2 separate regions of the Salvelinus alpinus genome follow, and region 2 is linked to region 1. Evidence: chromatin contacts called from public Hi-C data. All regions are on one chromosome and are shown on one strand. Each heading gives the region's core, a stretch centred on a gene start, on an enhancer-like site or on the middle of the called end of the contact. The rest is flanking DNA. Distances are from core to core; before and after follow the strand shown.

Region 1 (3,882 bases), core at 494-2,993:
AACTGAGAAGTTATTATTTAACAAGGTTAAACAACAAATGTCCAACTTCCTACGCCCATTCAGATAAATAATTTATATTCATCCATCGAATACCAATGACATTTCTCACAATAGCCTTCTAGAAATGTGTGAACCATTCAATAAGACACACCAATTCTAGCTTTGGGAAACAACATCGGGAGTCTGTATTGGTTGGACTCCCTGAGTTCTGCATCCTTCTGGTGGGTGGCGACGAAAAATAACCCATACCACAACTACACCCCCCAAAAACTTTTCCTGTCAATAAAGGCATACGTATAATCTCTAGGAACTTGATTTACCAGATATAAAGTGAAGTGTTCCTCGCTATCAAATAAGCGCCTGAATCCAATTGTTCTCCGAACTGCACCATATTCCTGCAATTAGACCAAGCACTTCACACACAGCAGGAATATGGTGCAGTTCAGACAAAAGTTGGATTCAGACATTTATTCGATAGCGATGTTAACATTTCACTTTACATCTGGTAAGTCGAGTTCCTCGAAATTATACATGTGCCGTGGATGCAGAAAAAATGGGGGGGGGGGGGTGAAGCTGGCTATGTTGTGATATGGTTATTTTCTGTCGCCAGCCACCAGATCGATGCACAACTCGGGGAGTCCAACCAATACAAAGACTTCTGATGTGTCCCAAAGCTAACCAATTCCGTTAGATAAGCAAACTGTAAAAGCCACATTTCCAAGAGGGCGCTGTATGACCTCTATCTAGCCGTTGCACTTTCTGGTTTCATTCAGTGGCGGAAGTGGGTTTGCAAAACTGGTCAGACTTCTAAGTGCCTTGCCAGGAATACCCGTTTCCATGGTAGAACAGGGGCAACAAGGTGGCAATTCCTACAAGCAGGCTTCATGTAGCTTCTAAGGGAAATTATTTCACATATACGAATATTATCTGTAGCTAGCTATAGTACTCATCTTGATAACCCCCTTTTGAAGGTAGTACGCTAATGTAACCCACCATATCCAATACAGGAAACGCGATTACAATGACCACACGAAAAAGGACATAGCTACATAATTATGGCAGAATGCTTATCATGAGTCCATTCATTTACTTGTGTACGAGATTTAAATAGCCACATATTTGTTTCGCACCATGACACATACTGCTGCATCATCACCACATGTTTTACTGATTTCTAGCGTTAGTCAACTACAATATAGTTTGTTACAATAACGTTCCAAAATTTTCACAGAGGAAATATTTGTCAATTTTCCTTGCTTCTACTCGAGGCTGGTATTGCTTGCTATCCACGTTCGATGCATCCCATGTAGCCAAGTTAGCTAGTGCAACTTGTCTTACACAAAATGTCGGCAAAATGAACACACGAGCAAAGTGTGCAACTGACAGTGTTACATGACAATAAACGGAACAATGACATTCATTTGTTATCTTAATTACTAACTAGCCTAAATTAGCTTGCTAGCTGGCCGTCAGCTAGCCAGTCTATGCTAAGACCACGCATGGATTCTTGATCTTATTCAGTAAGATACATGTATTGCAATTAAACGATACTGGCCTGTATGCAAACAGCTGAACATTCTATGTCAATTTAGACTGAAATTATAATTTAGCGATTTATGTTTGTAAGAAGTGATATTTGTTCGTCATTACTTACCTCCTGATTCAGATGTGATCACTTGGAACTACAGCCGGATCACGTGTGGCTTTGGAGCATGCATACTGGATTAGTAGCTCCACCTTCTCCACTTGCTGATTGGTTGCTAACATGAAAACGTTGATCTTTTCCGGGAATTATAGGAATTTGATTGCTTGTACTACACGCTCATCACAATGAATGGTCTCCGCCCCCAATCTCAACCTCGTGGACGGCGATGATTTGTCCAGCTCTAAGAGGAAATGCATGCCGATTGGTTATAGTCAGACAAGGCTCAAATATAAATTTGCAGCAGCGAAAATGATTGATGATTATTGTAGTTTATCATCAATTAATGATTTATGTACTTTGTGAAGTTCGAATAAAATAGTCAAACTCTTTACAAATTAATTTATCAACTAAAGCGCCGATGTGATCATTCTGAATGTGAGGCTTATTGAATATGGTGTAGGCTTATTCAATAATGTACAATATAATTAAATCCCTGTTGATGGATGCATTAATTTGGATACAGTTCTTTTTTTCTGATCATAAACAACAACAAATGCTAATTGCATGCCCCCATCCTGGCCAAATTTGGGGGTATTTGAACCCCATAATAATGGACTGGATTTATGTAGTGCTTTTACATGTGCTCAAAGCGCTTTATATTGTGTGGATGATAATGTTTGAAAATGAATGCTGTATTCTATACATCCTGTTTTCTGAAGTGCCCTGACTGTATGCTGCTAAATGAAAATATCAAATAGCCTACCCTACAATATTATCACAAAACATTATGGCCTAGAGATGCATTCAATCCGACCTGCGGAAGGAACGGTTATAGCGCAATGGACATTTATTTAGGTAATTTCCGATTGAGCCGACATAGTTTATGCAGCGTTTACAGTGAATGTGTACATTGCCTTTCAAAGTTGCATTGCAGAAAACGGGCACTCCAATTCTATCTAGTACAATGTCATAGCTACACATAGGCCTACTCACTTGCATCCTACCGAGCACCAAAGCCTATGGTGTCAAAATATCAATGGGACTTTGCAGTCACATGGTCCATTAATGAAATATGCAAGGAATGTGACCCATGTACATGTGATTTGGTACCAGAAAAGTAGCGTAGCCTACCTTTCACAAAAGCAGACTAATTCACACGAGATTACTCAGATTTGCATTGAATTGACCAGAGCAAATAACTTGAAACAAAAACAAACCCATGTCAATTGAAATTCCGTCTTTATTACAATTCACAGAATGGATAGATAACATCATTAAATATATTTTATCTAAATGATACAAAATACAACATATAATAGCAAAGCATTCCAGTGCACCTTACAAGAAAAGAAAACTCTTTCTCCTTCTTTGCTCATTGGGTACAGTCCAGATTTTTCTATCCATAGCCCTACATTGACTTAATGCACCCACGCACCTGCTACTGTATTGTGGCCATACCGATAGCAACGAAGGGGCTCCTAAAACAGCCTGTTTACTGGAGTACACACCCCAATAAATGGAAAACAAGTTTAGGTCAGTTGTTGCTGAGGAACTGTGTTAACATTGAGCAGAATCAATGTTGCATTCTGTATTCGATAGAAAAGCGGCCTCACTTCTGATTTAAGTCCCCAAGTTTAATTTCTCTTTCAGTACACTTGTATTGGCTGAAATCCCATACTCCTGTTCTGTGCCGACAACACTTTAGATTTCGATCAAGGGCTTTCAATGGTTTTTCGGTTGGGCTCTGATAAAGGAATGGTTTTTGGATCCAAGTATGCAAAAGCAAATGAATGTGTCCCTTTAACTGCAAAATACTTTGCATCTAGTAATACATAGAACTTGAGTTTGGCCCTTGCCGTCACAGAGCCTATTTGGAAGATGTATAAGTCTGGTGTCAGGACAATTATAGTACTTTAATAAATTCCACCATCAATTCATTATAGTAGTAGTGCAGAACATGTGGAACAAGAGGGGTTGTCATATTGGAGTTTCACTCTCTCATGAGACCTCCTTCCTTGACTTCTTCATGGTCATTATGAGAAACATAGATTCTACTGAGAAGTAAAGATGATTCTTCATGCATTGATTAGAGCTACATATTTCTCTTACATCCGACTAGTCCAGACAATTACTCCATGTGTGTATCTGATATGTGGCTCCTTGGATTACAACTAACCTTGTGTATCTGATATGTGGCGGACAGAGAAAATCCAACAGATATGCTTCCTGTAAATGAG
Region 2 (3,819 bases), core at 62-2,561, 180 kb after region 1:
GAAAATAGTTTTAAAAAATAAGAAAAACCCTTGAATGAGTAGGTGTGTTCAAACTTTTGACTGGTACTGTATATTGAAAAACAATAAATAAAGTGACCTATTATGAAACATATTGTTTCTCATGTCTTGTTTAAGGCCATGGAACCAACATGTTTCACTCATGATGACTGCAAGAATGCTTAGTCAAAGTAGACCAACAAGGCTAGGACACATAGTCTTTCGTTTACGTCTATCTGCACTAAAACAAGGTGCATGGTCATGTAGGTGTATTATGGACTTTGTATTAGCCTATACCCCTATAACATAGAATTCTGCTATACAGAAGTAGGTAACTCGTGAACTAATGGAATCTGTCTCTCTCACTACTATAGGCCTTGTGCTATTAAGACTATTAATAACATAGTAATAAAATAGATCGAGGCTATGAGGATTTTTTTGGACGAGAAAATCAGTAAAGCCCGTCTTCAAATATCATCACAGTCATCGAGGTCAATGCGTAATATTTTTATTTATTTAACTAGGCAAGTCAAGGTCAATGTTTGAAGTCACTGGAACAGTTCGAGCTAGTGTAGATCAACACTGATCTCACGCGGGGAATTCCGGTACGGAAAGTGCCTTGTCATACTTCGGCCTTCAACTTCATTCAACCTTTAGAGTCCCACCCATTTGTTTCAATTAGCTTGGAATCCTTTTGCGCACAACAACAGAAGGAGCAGAGCTTTGTCATTTAGTTAGTGCTATCCGGTGTCCTTGGGACATCCCTACCCTAAACCCAACCCTAACCTTAAATCGGGAATCAGCAGTAGAAACAATAACAAAGCGTTTTCCCTTCCCCTGTTTCGCTAATAAGCTTATGGATAGGGCTTGAGAAATGTAACCACTCACAAATTCATAGACAGAGCTTTGGATGCAATGACTGACCATCCATGATATCAAAAGCATAGCCTCAAAACATGGTTAAAACGATGTAGTTTTTGTTTACGTTTAATTTGTTTAAAACCAGTTTATTTGGGGTTCTGATGGGGACGGTTGAACTAAGCCATTTATAAGTTATATTTTTCAAAATCAATGTGTACATATAATTAATTTATAAGTCAAAAACTGGATGGAGCAATTTATGATTACCCATTTAATTCCTACCCTTACAGTAACCCTTACATTTCTACTTTAATGGAGTGTATGGACGTCCCAATGAAACAGAATACCACGTACCTTCGCCATTTAGAAACGGTGGACTTCCCCATGAAGCAGCTCCAAGCCCTCGTGATTGGCTAGACAGCTGCATAAATACTACACGTGACAACGATATAAGGTTCATAAACGGAACTGTACCCAGAAAAGCACGACGCACTGACAGCGATCGAGTTTGCAGTGGAGCGGGCCTTCAACATTTTAACTGCGCAACAAATATTTCGGAGCGAGTATAGGGCTGTAATTGTTGAAAAGACTCAACCATGTCTATGACCGTCAAAGCCTATCTCCTTGGGAAGGAGGACGCGCCGAAAGAAATTCGTCGCATTGCTGTCGACCAAGATGTTTCAACGAGTTTTGAGTATCTGAAAAAAAAGGTTGAGGATGTTTTCTCAACCCTGCGAAATGTCACCTACCAAATGTATTACAAAGGTAAGCCTATACTAGTGAACCATTATAGGAATCTATTGTAGTGTCTTCGATTGCGTTTAGTATGTTGTCATATCTTAATATTGGTGTTTGGCTGTAATCTTCCATAATATTGTTCGCCGCGCGCAGCGCAGTGCGCACTGGACAAACTAGACTACAGCTAAATGTCGAAGCATAGAACAGCGTGTCAAAATTGCAATAAATTCAGCCATCTGCCGATCAAAATAGAGCTCAACAAGACAATTTGTCTATGTACCATATTGCACTATATAAATCTGATAGAGTTGGTACAGAGCGTTTTTACAGGCCTACATTTAACATTGCATTTCATGCTGAATGTCAGAGAAATTGAGTGAGCAGGCCCCGTTTCATTTGTCATTCATGCAATGTGGCAAATTTAAGTCAGTTACCAACTAAAGTCTTCATTCTTCAACAGGCAAAGGTTGTTATACTACATTTATCTCAACTAGCCCTGCCTAAACACCTGGCAGTTCATAGTGGACAAAACATCCATTCATGGGAAACAGTGAAGGGGGCATTTTTTTTATGCCAGTGTTTAGGCTTTTAGGATTGCTAAGTGGGGTCTCTTGCCGTAACTTAGCAACATCGTTTTTCCCCCTCCTGGGTTAATACCAACTGTATTAGAGCTCTACTCCCAATAAGCCTCCTCAACCCAAGGGAATCAGAGGTGACCTTATTTCATACAGTAATAATCTTGACTGGTACCACATCACAACATTTACGTTTTCCATATTGGGCATCAGGGTTGGGGTCAATTAAATTCCAACAGTCAAACCAGGTAGTGAATTATACTATTCAATTTAAATAGGGCATAAAAAAATAAAAAAAATGACTTGGAAAATGACAACCCTGTTGGTCTTAGCACAACACCTTTTGTATGAACAATATTCCCTAAACTAACCATTGTTCTTCAAATAAAAAAGCTAGTGAGGATAAGCTGTGGACAGATGTCCTTGTGAACTCTGGCAGCTATTATGTAATTATCTGGGTGAGATGTGACATCTTTGTTTATTTTCTACCCAGATGAAGACGGTGACATGATCGCCTTCTCCACTGATGATGAGCTCATCATGGGCCTCACCTGCATCAAGGACTACACCTTCCGCCTCTTCATCAAGGGTGAGTCTTTTGTGATCAAATCTAATAGATAAAAAATGAATAGAATTGTTACTAATGTGTAATGTATTAAGTCATCATTACTAGAATAACTTAGCATTCTCATTGTTACTGACACATTTTAGTTCATAAGTACACCTGCTAGACTCATTGCTGACAGGTGTATAAAATTGAGCACATTCATGCAATCTCCATAGAAAAACAATGGCAGGAGAATGACCATACTGAATAGCTCAGTGACTCAATGTGGCACTGTCATAGGATGCCACCTTTCCAACAAGTCAGTTCATCAAATATCTGCCCTGCAAGAGCTGCACCGGTCAACTAAGTGGTGTTATTGTGTGGTGTTATTGTGAAGTGGAAATGTCTAGGAGCCACAAGGCTCAGCAGCGAAGTGGTACGCCACACAAGCTCACAGAACAGGACCACTGAGTGCTGAAGCGCATTAAAAAACAGTCTGTCCTCTGTTGCAACACACTGCCGAGTTCCAAACTGCCTCTGGTAGCAATGTCAGCACAATAACTGTTCGTCGGGAGCTTCATTAAATGGGTTTTCAAGGCCGAGCAGCCGCATACAAGCCTAAGATCACCATGCGCGATGCCAAGCGTCGACTGGAGTGGTGTAAAGCTCGCCGCCATTGGACTCTGGAGCAGTAGAATTTGTTCTCTGGAGTGATGAATCACCCTTCACTATCTGACAGATGAATCTTGGTTTGGCAGATGCCAGGAGAACACTACCTGCCCGACTGCATAATGCCAACTGTAAAGTTTGGTGGAGGAGAAATAATGGGCTGTCTATTTTTCATGGTTCAGGCTAGGCACCTTGGCTCCAGTGAAGGGAAATGTTAACGCTACAGCATATAATGACATTCTAGATTCTGTGCTTCCAACTTTGTGCAACAGTTTGGGGAAGGCCCTTTCCTGTTTCAGCATGTGTGGAAGAACTTGAATGGCCTGCACAGAGCTCTGACCTCAACCCCATCAAACATCTTTGGGATAAATTGGAACACTGACTTCGAGCCAGGCCTAATCACCCAACAGCAGTGCCCGACCTCACTAATGC

What was found. A called contact is a pair of places that touch in the nucleus more often than the background predicts.
Region 2: a contact with region 1 is called in a Hi-C map of muscle, with 16 times the contacts expected there. The contact joins the promoter of LOC139574428 here to the promoter of LOC139574426 in region 1. A contact is called at or near these places in 3 of 3 Hi-C or Micro-C datasets (liver, muscle and red muscle).

Annotation. Positions count from the first base shown.
Region 1 is chr4:74,113,374-74,117,255 of SLU_Salpinus.1, forward strand. LOC139574426 (calnexin-like) reads right to left here and starts at 1,744. Exons shown (of 14, transcript XM_071398983.1): 1 at 1,655-1,744. It overlaps LOC139574427 (alpha-1,3-mannosyl-glycoprotein 4-beta-N-acetylglucosaminyltransferase B), which reads right to left. Exons shown (of 15, transcript XM_071398984.1): 15 at 2,868-3,882.
Region 2 is chr4:74,298,064-74,301,882 of SLU_Salpinus.1, forward strand. It overlaps LOC139574428 (sequestosome-1-like), which reads left to right and starts at 1,312. Exons shown (of 7, transcript XM_071398985.1): 1 at 1,312-1,623; 2 at 2,665-2,760. The coding sequence starts at 1,455.